2 separate regions of the Mus musculus genome follow, and region 2 is linked to region 1. The links are chromatin contacts, called in public Hi-C maps. All regions are on one chromosome and are shown on one strand. Each heading gives the region's core, a stretch centred on a gene start, on an enhancer-like site or on the middle of the called end of the contact. The rest is flanking DNA. Distances are from core to core; before and after follow the strand shown. Region 1 overlaps Gm41393 (a long non-coding RNA gene). Region 2 has its middle 26 kb from the start of Gm41394.

Region 1 (5,654 bases), core at 3,029-5,528:
AAATCATCCCTTACTATGGATGCTGATGGGGGAGGGGGAGCCTGGAGGCATCCTTTGCATGTGACATCATCTACATTGTGGGACTTCATCTTTCCTCACCAGCCAGCAATTATCTACATAGTTAACTGAAGGTATTTATTGGCATGTCTGTGTGAGTTAACACATGATATCCTAGTGGGCCAGTCTTCTACAAGTTTATTGGCCAATGCATATTTGTTAACTCAATTTTTAAAAAAAAAGATTATTTTGTATCCAGAAAGACATTTAATTCTCATGGCTACAGATATGAAGATATACAGATAAGGAAAGTCTAGACAAGAAACCTACATTATACAAGAGTGTTTAAGGGAGGAGGGAGAGAGAGTCTACCTTCCTAAGGCATTTCTTCATTTTTTCCTTTGATTTCCTTTGGGTTGGGTTGGGTTTGGGTTTTTGAGACAAAGGCTCATGTGGTAAGCCTCAAGCTCTGCCTCTAGCTGAGGAGGACTCTGACTGCTCTTCCTGTCTCTGCCTCCACCAAAAGGCAGCCACCACACCCAGCTGCTAAGCGATTCCTTAACACTGGGGTCTGGAACCTTCTCACAGGAATCAACAAGGAGACTAAACCTGCATGGTAGATGACTACGCAGCACACTAAACCCTCATAGTCTACCAAAGGGTTAAATTTATTCAAAGCCACATTAAAATATCAACTAAAAGTCTGTAATCACATAATGTCTTTTACTTTGTATATAATAATAACACCTTTCTCCAAATGTTGGATGAAGTAAGTACTACGTGAATACAGTGTGGGGGATGAATACAGTCTAATATAGTTAGAGATGGGAGATGGCTCAGTAGGGAAAGCATTTGACTTGTAAGCATGATGGCTTGAATTCCATCCCCTGCTCCCTTGTGTTGAAATGGGAGAACTGACAAATTGTCATCTTAACCTCACATGTGTTTTGTGGCACACACACCTACACACACACACAAAAACCATAGTAATAAAAGATATTTTTAAAAATATTGTTGGATTCAAGGCTTCCATTTATAACATAGGAGAATGATGGAACTAACCTTCTAGGGGTGTTATGAGCTTTGAGTCAAGACTCTAAGCTCTGTGGCTTGCAGGTTGTGGGTTGCGGGCACCACTGTTCAGTGGTACAGTGCTTGTTAGTATGCACAAGGCCCCAGTTATATGCCAGCAACCAAAAACAGCCCTCAGAGCTTCAGTTGCTGTACAGTTAACACTGTAAATATCTGCAGAGCTGAGCGTAGGGCTACCTGCCTGCTGTCTTAGCACTTGGGAAGAAGAATCAGGTATAGAGTGAGTTTGAGATGCACTTGGGCTACATGCTGAGTTCCAGGGTGGCCTGGATTACAAGCAAGATTTTCTCTGTCTTTGTGATGGCTTGTATATGCTCGGCCCAGGGAGTGGCACTATTAGAAGGTGTGGCCCTTTTGGAGTAGGTGTGTCACTGTGGGTATGGGCTTTAAGACCCTCATCCTAGCTGACTGGAAGACAGTCTTCCACTAGCAACCTTCAGATGGAGATGCAGAACTCTTAGCTCCACCTGCACCATGTCTATCTGGATGTTGCCGTGTTCATGCCTCAATGATTATGGACTGAGCCTCTGAACCTGTATGTAAGCTGGCCCCAATTAAACATTGTCCTTATAAGAGTTGCCTTGGTCATGGTGTCTGTTCACAGCGGAAAACCCTAAGCAGTCATAATAGAAACAACAAACAAAATCATAGCATTCAAGAGATGGAAGAAAGAGAATCAGGAACTCAGAGACCAGCTTTGATAGCCCAGCCTGCATTCTTATAGAACCCAGGACCACCAGCCCAGGGGTAGCCCCACCCACAGTGGTCTGCGTCCTTACACAAGATTCACTGATTAAGAAAATGCCCAGCTGGGCGTGGTGGCACACGCCTTTAATACTAGCACTTGGGAGGCAGAGGCAGGCGGATTTCTGAGTTCGAGGCCAGCCTGGTCTACAGAGTGAGTTCCAGGACAGCCAGAGCTATACAGAGAAACCCTGTCTCGGAAAAGAAAAGAAAAGAGAAGAGAAGAGAAGAGAAGAGAAGAGAAGAGAAGAGAAGAGAAGAGAAGAGAAGAGAAGAGAAGAGAAGAGAAGAGAAGAGAAAAGAGAAAAGAAAAGGGGAGGGGAGGGGAGGGGGAAGGAAGGAAGGAAGGAAGGAAGGAAGGAAGGAAGGAAGGAAGGAAAAGAAAGGAAGGAAGGAAAGAAGGAAGGAAAGAAAGAACCAGAAAGAAAGAAAGAGAAAGAACCCTAGAAGCTTCCCTATAGCCGGCTCTTATGGAAGCATTTTCTCAAATGGGGTTCCCTCCCCTCAGATGACTCTAGCTTGTGTCAGATTGACATAAAATTACCCAGCACAAACACCTAAACTTTAAAGTGACAATACCAGGGCTCAGCCATTAAGAATAAGTACTGCTCTTGCAGAAGACTCAAGTTTGTTTCCCAGCACCTACATCAGGAGCCTGACACTGCCTTTAACTCCAGTTCCAGCGATCGTGTGTCCTCTTCTGGATTCCCCAGAGACCTGTACTCGTGGGACCATACTCAAAGACATACGATTTTACAACTAACAAAAGGACTCTTTTAAGATCCTACAGCCCAGGGTTATTCCCTGTATGGTATAATAGCTGGAAAGCACTCCGTATAATGTCTGAGCATACAGTAACTAGTTCATTCAGCTAAAATAAAATCAGTTTGAAAGGTACCCCTGGATTGTCTTTTCTAGATCCCAGAGAGAAAAGGGCAACCAAAAGTGTCCTGGATTGGGAAGCTCTTTAAAAGCCCAAAACCTAGGATACCCAAGATATAAGATACAATTTCCTAAACACATGAAACTCAAGAAAAATGAAGACTGAAGTGTGGACACTATGCCCCTCCTTAGAAGTGGGAACAAAACACCCATGGAAGGAGTTACAGAGACAAAGTTTGGAGCTGAGATGAAAGGATGGACCATGTAGAGACTGCCTTATCCAGGGATCCACCCCATAATCAGCATCCAAACGCTGACACCATTGCATACACTAGCAAGATTTTATCGAAAGGACCCAGATGTAGCTGTCTCTTGTGAGACTATGCCGGGGCCTAGCAAACACAGAAGTGGATGCCCACAGTTAGCTAATGGATGGATCACAGGGCTCCCAATGGAGGAGCTAGAGAAAGTACCCAAGGAGCTAAAGGGATCTGCAACCCTATAGGTGGATCAACATTATGAACTAACCAGTACCCCGGAGCTCTTGACTCTAGCTGCATATGTATCAAAAGATGGCTTAGTCGGCCATCACTGGAAAGAGGCCCGTTGGACACACAAACTTTATATGCCCCAGAACAGGGGAACGCCAGGGCCAAAAAGGGGGAGTGGGCGGGTAGGGGAGTGGGGGTGGGTGGGTATGGGGGACTTTTGGTATAGCATTGGAAATGTAAATGAGCTAAATACCTAATAAAAAATGGAAAAAAAAAAAAGGCTGTTTATTGAATGGGCCAGAGTTGGCACAGGAAACACCAAAACCAAGGTCTCAGCACAAAGGAGGTTTAATTGCCCCCACCCCCACCCCTGGGGCGGGGGCAGGAATAAGGGACAAAGGCAGGAGACTGGACAAGGGAGAAGGGAAAAGGAACAAGATGGTTGGAGAGAGGAAACTTGCCCTGGAGGAACAAAGAACTGCCTCTGGATAGAGAGGAGGCAGCCCTGGCCCATAGGCAAATGCAGTTTATAAAGGGGAAAGGGGAAACCCTGTTGGGATGAGTTAGTTCATTCTCATTGGACAGGTTATTGGCCAAATAAGGGGAAAGCTAGCCTTGGTGGCTAGCTTTAGGAATGGGATCTGCGGCTTAGCAAAGGAAAGAGAAGGGGGGAGGAGAAGGCCTGCCAGAGCTATGCTTGCGGTGCTCAGGCCTGCTAGAGCCCCTTCGATTATTTTACGGTCAGGCGTTTGCTTTAGAAAAATCAAGGCTAGAGGACAGCCAGGGCAGTCGCCTTAGCAAGCTGGATCAATGGCTGCTTTCTAACCCCACAGCCCTAGAAAGCGCAGAGCTACGAAAGCTGCTTAGCCTGAAGACAAAACATTCCCTTGCTTTTTGAAAATGATGGCCTTGAATCGAAAGACATAAGCAGGCGTCCGTGCAGCATTCCGATGCTCTGGCTTGCTTCACTCTTGATTTCTTTCCAGAAAGGTGTTGTCTAACATGCGCCTAGGAAAAAGAGCACACATTGCATGACTAGACCTCAGACAAAAGGAAAATGGGCGTGGCTTCGGTGGCTCGCGTTCCGCAGTTCTCCTTGCTTGGATCCAAGAGATTGCCTGAGTTCCAGCTCTCCACAGTTCAGATTCACCTCTCCAGCCACCTCAGCCACTGCTCCAGAGCTCAGTCCTCCCAGAGGATGATGGGATACGGAACACCTCCAGTATTCTTTCTCTTATCCCTTCCCGTGAAGGCATATGGTTATTCTGGATATCTATGTACACATATACACATGTGTGTGTACACATATACAACAGACTTCAATAAGTGCATAGGAAATATACTGTCTCATGTCCTGTAGGTTTAGAGACCGGTCAAAGATGATTCTTGTCAGTGGTTTAAAATATGATAAAGGTCTCGGGATATGGCTCAATGGTAGAGTACTTGCCTAACTTGTGTGAGTACTTGAGTCCACTTTTCAGAAACACACACACATACAGAGAGGAGGAGGGGGAGGGGGAGGGGGAGGAGGAAGAGGAGGAGGAGGAAGAGGAGGAGGAGGAAGAGGAGGAGGAGGAAGAGGAGGAGGAAGAGGAGGAAGAGGAGGAGGAGGAGGAAGAGGAGGAGGAGGAGGAGGAGGAGGAGGAGGAGGAGGAGGAGGAGGAGGAGGAGGAGATTCAGCCTACTCACACTGCCTTTAATCCAGACGACACAGTGAATGCTCCTGGAAGAGAGAAATATCTACAACAGTACCCAGATCTAAGGGAGGGGAAGCTGACATGTAAGGGCAGGAGCAGGGACAGTACAGGTTATGGCTCTGCTTTGTTAAAAAAACAGTCAAGATTAACCTCTCCTGCCACGGGTGACCTCATCCTAATGAAGGTGTATGCAAACAAGAATTCAGAAGTAGGGCAGAAGAGAAAAGCATGCTACAGAGTAACCAATCGCTTGGGAACAAACCAGGACAAATGGCTTCTCCTGGCTCATGATTCTAGCCCACTGGGAAGGGACCACATGTGGGATAACCGGCTTGCTGGTAGTGAGGGAGAGCGGGAAGAGGGGGCATGTTTGAAAAGCCAGTATTCTGCCAAGCAGGGGTTTAAACTGAGAAATGTCAGAATGGTCACTCTCAGTCATTTTTGATGCTTCCAGTTGAGCCCAGGTTCTCACTACTGCTGAGTGACACACACAAGACCCCAATCTTCCCACCACTAGGGAAAACTGTATCTTTGTTAATTAAAGATGGTTTCATCTAAAAAAAAAAAAAACAAAACAAAACACTCTTGAAAGTCAAATTATAGAATTCTGATACACCAGGGGAGTGGTTCTGGCTGTCTCATTCTGTACCAGATGAGTGTTGAAGCCCGGGTCCTGGCGGCCCTTACAAGCTAGGCTCCGCCACTTGTCCTCAATAGGCCAATTAAAGATGTAATTGCCAGTCAACAGAGA
Region 2 (5,854 bases), core at 839-3,338, 200 kb after region 1:
CCAGAAAGAAAGTCTTCTTGGCTTTCTCTGTCGAGCTTGGTCCTGTTATGAAGTCCTCAATTCTATGGGGGAAAGGACACAGTTAGTAACATTGTTGCGTTCTGTTTTCTTACAAGAGTAAGAAACAAGAGGGTTGGAACCTTCAGTACTTTTCCTGTGATAATTCACTCCACACGCTTAGAGGTTAAAAAGCAAAAAAAAAACGAAAAAAAAAAAAAAAACAACAAAACTCTTTAACACAGTGTCCATTGGGCTGTGGCCCAGAGAGGAGCTGGTTATGAATATAAGAGTCTAACTCATATACACCTTAGAGTTATGCATTTCCCATATGCTGTCATCTTTAAATTTCATTCAAGTCCTGGCTCCAGGTTATACTTTGAACAACTCAAGCAGAAACAGGAGACTGCAAGTCTGGCCCCTTGGAGGAGACGGGAGGTTTACAACAGCAAAGAGGATGCCAGAATTGCTTCCTTTTATTTTTCCATTATCTTTTTTTCTATCTCAGTTTCTTAGGTTCTGAGAACTGACTGACACACGTACAGTATTTATCAGCAACCCTATTTTTCCCTTTTCATGGTACAAGATGCATGAGAGCCAAAGTTAGGTTTCAAGTTTTAATTACTGTGGCTAAAAGATCCCTAAAACAAGCATGCCTCTAACTTGTAAGCCCCTGCCCAAGGAGAGAGACTTACTGAAATGCTGGAGGCTATTGTTCATGGAAGATTACCAGCCACGCGGGTTTGGTCCCCTACACAAGTTTGTTTGACCCAACTACACTGCATGTGCTTGATCACATGGAGGTAAGAAGTACCAGGCAGGAAATACGTCTGGATATATGCTTCCCCTAACCCCCATTGGGCTGGGTGAGACCGTACGAGGTTGCCTTTATAAGCCCCTGCAAAGTGTAACTCATCAGTATTTTCAGGGAAGCCCAGAATGGACCGAGCCTGAGTCCTTCATTCTGACCAGTACATAATTAAAGCTTGCTTCAAATTCAGCTCCAAACTGTAGTAGTGGTCTTATTCTCACCCAGTGGGATTAACAGGTGTCCCTTTATTCAAAACAAAGTGCAGATTAAAGGAGAACAATAAATGAAGGGGCTCGGCTCGGTCTTTTGATTTTAGGCAGTAGCTGTATGTGCACCACTGCACCACCGCATGGAAAAAGCCCGGAGGAGACATTAGCATTCTTCAGGGTAAGAATCGGCAATGCACAGATTTCCAAGGACAGGCATCGCGGTGGGAGATGTTCCTTAGATGCAAGAAGCCTTTAATCCCTGCGCAGATAGAACGGTGATCACAGCCAGGCTTTTAGGCTCTCCTTTGCTTACGTATTTTAACGTTCTTCTTTTTGAAGAGTGTTGTTACTTGGGGTCATCTTGCCCACTTGGCAGAATTTCTTGATAAGACCTTAGGGTTGAATTAATGGCCGACCAATAGTTGGAGATTGCTAACTACTAGGATGTGTCATAGGCAGTGGGTTTCAGTTACCATCTATGTAATCCAGGCATTTTGGTGTCTCCCCTCCTCTTCCTCCCGCTGTTTCTTTTCTTTTTCCTTCTTCTCCTCTCTCATCATGCATGCCCTTTCTGTCTTTCTCTCTCCCCTACCTCCTTTCCCCATGGCGACTTCCCTGACCCCAGTCCTTGGGGCCAGTGAACTTGCAGCTTCCCAATAAACCTGCCTTTAACATAATCTAATCTGGTTCGAATTGGCTCATTTCTCTGGCGACAGAAGAAGGAACCTATCAAATAAGGGTTTCTGGAGAGCCCAGTCAAACTGAGAACAAGACTTGGTGGGGGGGGGGGGGGGTAGGGGTAGGGGAGTGAGACAAAGGAAAACTGAGTCACAGAACAAATCCAGAGAGGAAACCAAGAAAATCAGCGCAGTGACACTCCTGACCTTAGCTAACCCAGTCTTATTTCTAGAGGTTGGGACTGTTGCTAGTCTAAAGTAGAGCTCAAGTGGTGGCTCTAAAGCCTCAATCTCTTCCTTTTCACATTTAACAGCCAGCCCTGCAACCAGTTCCGTTCCATCAGCGCCTCATTGTCCCTTTGTTCAAAGGAGGAAATTAAAGTCTAGAGAAGATGGGGCTAGGCCAGTGATGTGTTGTTTTTCTTCCTCTTCCATCTGGCCCTACAAGGTCATTAGAATACACTTTCAGCCCCTGCGGGGACATTTACATTTGAAGCAAAGTTAATTTATTTCCCAGCCTGGCAAAGGCCGTTTATTTTTATCTACGAACGTTCTGTACCCTCTCTTGTATTCTGACTGGCACCCCACTCCCTGTTCCCAGAAGGTCAGAAGAACCTTCTCTAGGCAGCGTGAGGAGGCTAGCCCTCAGAGAGGACAACAGCCTAAGGTTCACGCCAACACAAGCCTTGGAGCCAGGGAGGTTGGTTTCCTTTGGTACCCACACGAATAGTCCAAGCCTCCCTCCTTCAGGACGGTAGGCTGGCAGGCTCCCAAGGCCACTGGCCTCCCTGGTTCTTTCTAAAGATCTTCAGGAGGGTGGGGGTGGGGGATAGACCGATCTCTGTCTGGAGATACCCTTTGCATTTTTTTCCCTCTCATATGCAAAGCCTCTTGCTGATTCTTAGTCACCCTCTCTCCCCTGACTTCTGGGGTCCTGCCCCCAGTTGGCTGATTTTTAAAGAGCCCATAAAGGGTTTTGTTTCCCTACAAAAGAACAGTCTCTTCCTAGAACCACAGGTACACACAGCTGGTTTTTTGAAAGATCCTCTCTCCCAGCTCTGCCAAAACTGTAGACAAAGCTAGGAACTTAATACTATACCTTAGCAGACGGCAGTGTAGACCACTGCACAGCCATCCTTTTAAAGATGGGCTCTTACGCCTGGTGCATGAGATGGAAGGACAAGAGGGCCGGGCAAACATCAGTACCCTCTTTCGCACCTTTGTATCCTTTGAGTTGTAATCGAATAAAAATATCTTTAAGCATGTTATTCACCATTGGCCTTCTCTTCTCTTTGAGAAAGAGGGGCCAAGGGGTTGTGCAGTGTAGAAAAGAAAGCCCTAGCAACGGGAGGAGGGGTTACAGCTTGTAGATAGCAAGAGAACATGAGAGCCTCTGGGACAGCTATCCTGAGACATTTAGGGAGGGCCCTCTAAGTGTGATTTGGGGAGCATTGTGCTCTGCAATGGATTCCGTCCGGATGGGTCTTCTTGTATAGGGCGATATGTTCACTTCTAAACATCTCCAAACCTGAGGTTTATCCTCAGAAGTAGAGGGGGTACCATGAAGACACGCTGGCAGAACCCCTGAGATGTGTTGATAAAAAGATAAAGAGAGAAAGAATGTTTTATGGGGGTGGTTGAGATATGGGAGCAGGGGATGTCTCAGCAGGCCCATGCCAAGGCATTCCTTCCCCCTGAGGGACCAGCCACACGATGGTATAGTACAGTATAGTTTATTCAGGGCATGGGGAGGGGAGATAAGAGGGTAGTAGAGGCAGAGAAAGGCAGAGAGAGAGAGAGAAGAGGAGGGTGGCCATGGCCATGAGCACGTGGAGAGAGGGAGGAAGGGGAGGGCAAGGGCAAGAGATATAAGCAAGACGGCAAAGATGGAGGAAGAGGCAAGCAGCCTCTTTTATAGTGGGTCAGGCCTACCTGGCTGTTGCCAGGTAACAGTGGGGTGGGGTTTAGACAGAATGCTAACACCCTGAATTCAGAAAGAGACTCAACACCTAAGGCCACCTCCTTGTAGGGCAGCTGCTGTGCTGTAGTCTGCCTACCCCCTGGGACTCACACAGATGGCCCGATGGCCGGCACTGTTTACTGGAGACAAGGTCTTGAGCTCAGACTGCCCTGATAGCTGAGGATGACTTTGCATACCTAATGCCACAGCCTCTGCCTGTTGTAGTGACAAGTCTGTGCCACCATTCCCAGTTTATGCTGGCGCTTCATGAATGCTACCCATGACACGCCCAGCTGAACTGAGTCCCCATGCCTAGCTGTGATTGCATTTACAGCCTTTAGGAGGGACCCGCGACTGAGTGTGACTGTATGGTGCTGTGGATGTTAAAAGCAAACAAAATCGTTCTCGACCTAAAGGGAATGAGAAACCATTTTTTTTCCGGAGCTATTTTCAGTGTGTGTGGCCCAGGAACTCAGAATTAGGTTACCCCAAATTCTATGTTGCCACACGGTAGCCATTTCACAGCTGTTCATTGTTTTACAGACCAAAGGAAGTCATAAGCCAAGGCAACATTAAAATGCTCTGGCGGGTGCATCAGAGAGGCTGTACAGTGAGATGGGGGAGCTGTTCCATTGTAGAGCAAGGGAAGTGTAGTGATCCCCACCCCCACCACTCCAAAAAAACAGATAGGAACCGATCGGATGTAAGTTACAATAGGCCCTTTATTCTATTTTATTCTATTCGAGCTGGCTCAGGCCCTCCAGTGCACAGTTTGGGTGGTGGTGGAGCCCAGTTCTGGGCAAGACTTTATAGTAAGCAGCATACAGTGACAGGGGTAAGGGGGTAAGTGTGCAAGCATCTCATTGGATAGCTACTGTGGCCTTTAACATAATTGGCTGGTGCTGGGAGTCATATCATAAACTTAATTTCTGCTCTCCTCTGCATTGGTGGTCACAATGCAGGGAGCAGGCTTGTAACCTGGGGGGCACAGATCTGTTGGGGGAATAACCTGGAGATGCTGGTCTTGTTGAGGGGGTAACCTGAAGGCACTGGTCTTGTTGGAAATTAGCCTAGAGACTAGAGCTAGGCTCGGGTTTTGTTGGGGGGAGCTGGGGGGTGGGGGAGGCAACTTGGAAACTCATGCTAGGTACCGGCCTGTCAGTTTACCCGAGTTCAAACTTAGGTCAGGTTCTCTAAAATGGAGTCTGACCTTACAAGATTTGGCCTCTCACTATAGGCCTACGATGCGTTCTGAAGACATTCTTGGCTCTTGGATTGGCAGAAGGCAGTGTTCTGCTAAGTTAATAGCGTCTAAGAGGTTTTTATTTATTATCACAAGATGTTAGTTCTAAGTTAATGGCTTCTAAGAGGCTTTAATTTATTATCAGTGGTGTTAGTTCAGATACAGAGTGGGACAAGGAAGAGCTGTTCCAGAAGCTAAGCCTAGCCCAAGATTAAGTAATTAGCCTCCGAACCTATAAAATTCTAATCTCGACACAGCTCTGAAATTCCAATCAGTCCACCAGGGTCTGCAGATAACTCTGTCCAGCTTCTTTTCAGGAATTCTCAGTCAAAATGCTTTCTGTCATAAAGGGCATTTAGAAATGAAACTCAGCTTGGAAGGAAACAAGGTCCCCCTGCCACTACAGGGGCCTCATCTCCTTGACGGGCTGTTAGGCTTGTCAGTGTAAGCCGGTTTCTTTCTCCTTTTCAGGAAAGTTTCTCTGTCCATGGTCTCGGGGGGGGGGGGGGGCTCTAATCCTGGAGGGGTTGGAGAAGAGCAATTCCTTATGCTTACAGCAGCCCTTTCTGATTTACAAGGTATGAGGCTTTCACTGCTGTTGTGTTTTAGAAAAAGATAAGGAAGGAAGGAAGGAAGGAAGGAAGGAAGGAAGGAAGGAAGGAAATGTTTGGTGGAGGTGCGGTATGATATGGGGGAAGGGGGTGCCTCTGAGGGCCCATGCTGAAGTACCAGCCGCAGAATGGTATAGTATACAATAGAATAGTTTATTGGGAGAATGGGAAGGGAGGCCCAGAGAAGGGAGAGGGGGAGGGGAGGGGAGGGGGAGAGAAGAGGCCAGCCATGAGCATGAGAAGGGGGAGGGGAGTGGGGAAGAGAGGATAAGGAGAGCAGGGGCAAGAGGAGGAGAGAAGGGAGCAAGAGCCAGAAAGCAAGTGAGAGAGGATGGGGGCAAGCAGC

What was found. Hi-C and Micro-C count contacts between places; a contact is called where the count stands out from the background.
Region 2: a contact with region 1 is called in a Hi-C map of embryonic stem cells, with 2.6 times the contacts expected there. The contact joins two enhancer-like sites. A contact is called at or near these places in 1 of 15 datasets of contacts at CTCF or cohesin (large pre-B cells), 4 of 484 Hi-C or Micro-C datasets (Th17 cells, cortical neurons and embryonic stem cells), 8 of 115 datasets of contacts at active chromatin or transcription factors (a beta-TC-6 cell line, embryonic stem cells, forebrain and 3 more) and 1 of 9 other capture datasets (embryonic stem cells).

Annotation. Positions count from the first base shown.
Region 1 is chr15:97,390,498-97,396,151 of GRCm38.p6, forward strand. It overlaps Gm41393 (a long non-coding RNA gene), which reads right to left. Exons shown (of 4, transcript XR_875638.3): 4 at 4,147-4,214. Among named protein-coding and RNA genes, the nearest start is that of Gm41393, 14 kb to the right of the region's middle. Within about 2 kb of position 4,279, at least 20 of the 459 cell types and tissues checked have an H3K27ac peak or open chromatin away from gene starts, as enhancers often do. A contact at or near this core is called in embryonic stem cells, where this site is marked.
Region 2 is chr15:97,591,828-97,597,681 of GRCm38.p6, forward strand. No RefSeq gene overlaps it. Among named protein-coding and RNA genes, the nearest start is that of Gm41394, 26 kb to the right of the region's middle. Within about 2 kb of position 2,089, at least 19 of the 459 cell types and tissues checked have an H3K27ac peak or open chromatin away from gene starts, as enhancers often do. A contact at or near this core is called in embryonic stem cells, where this site is marked.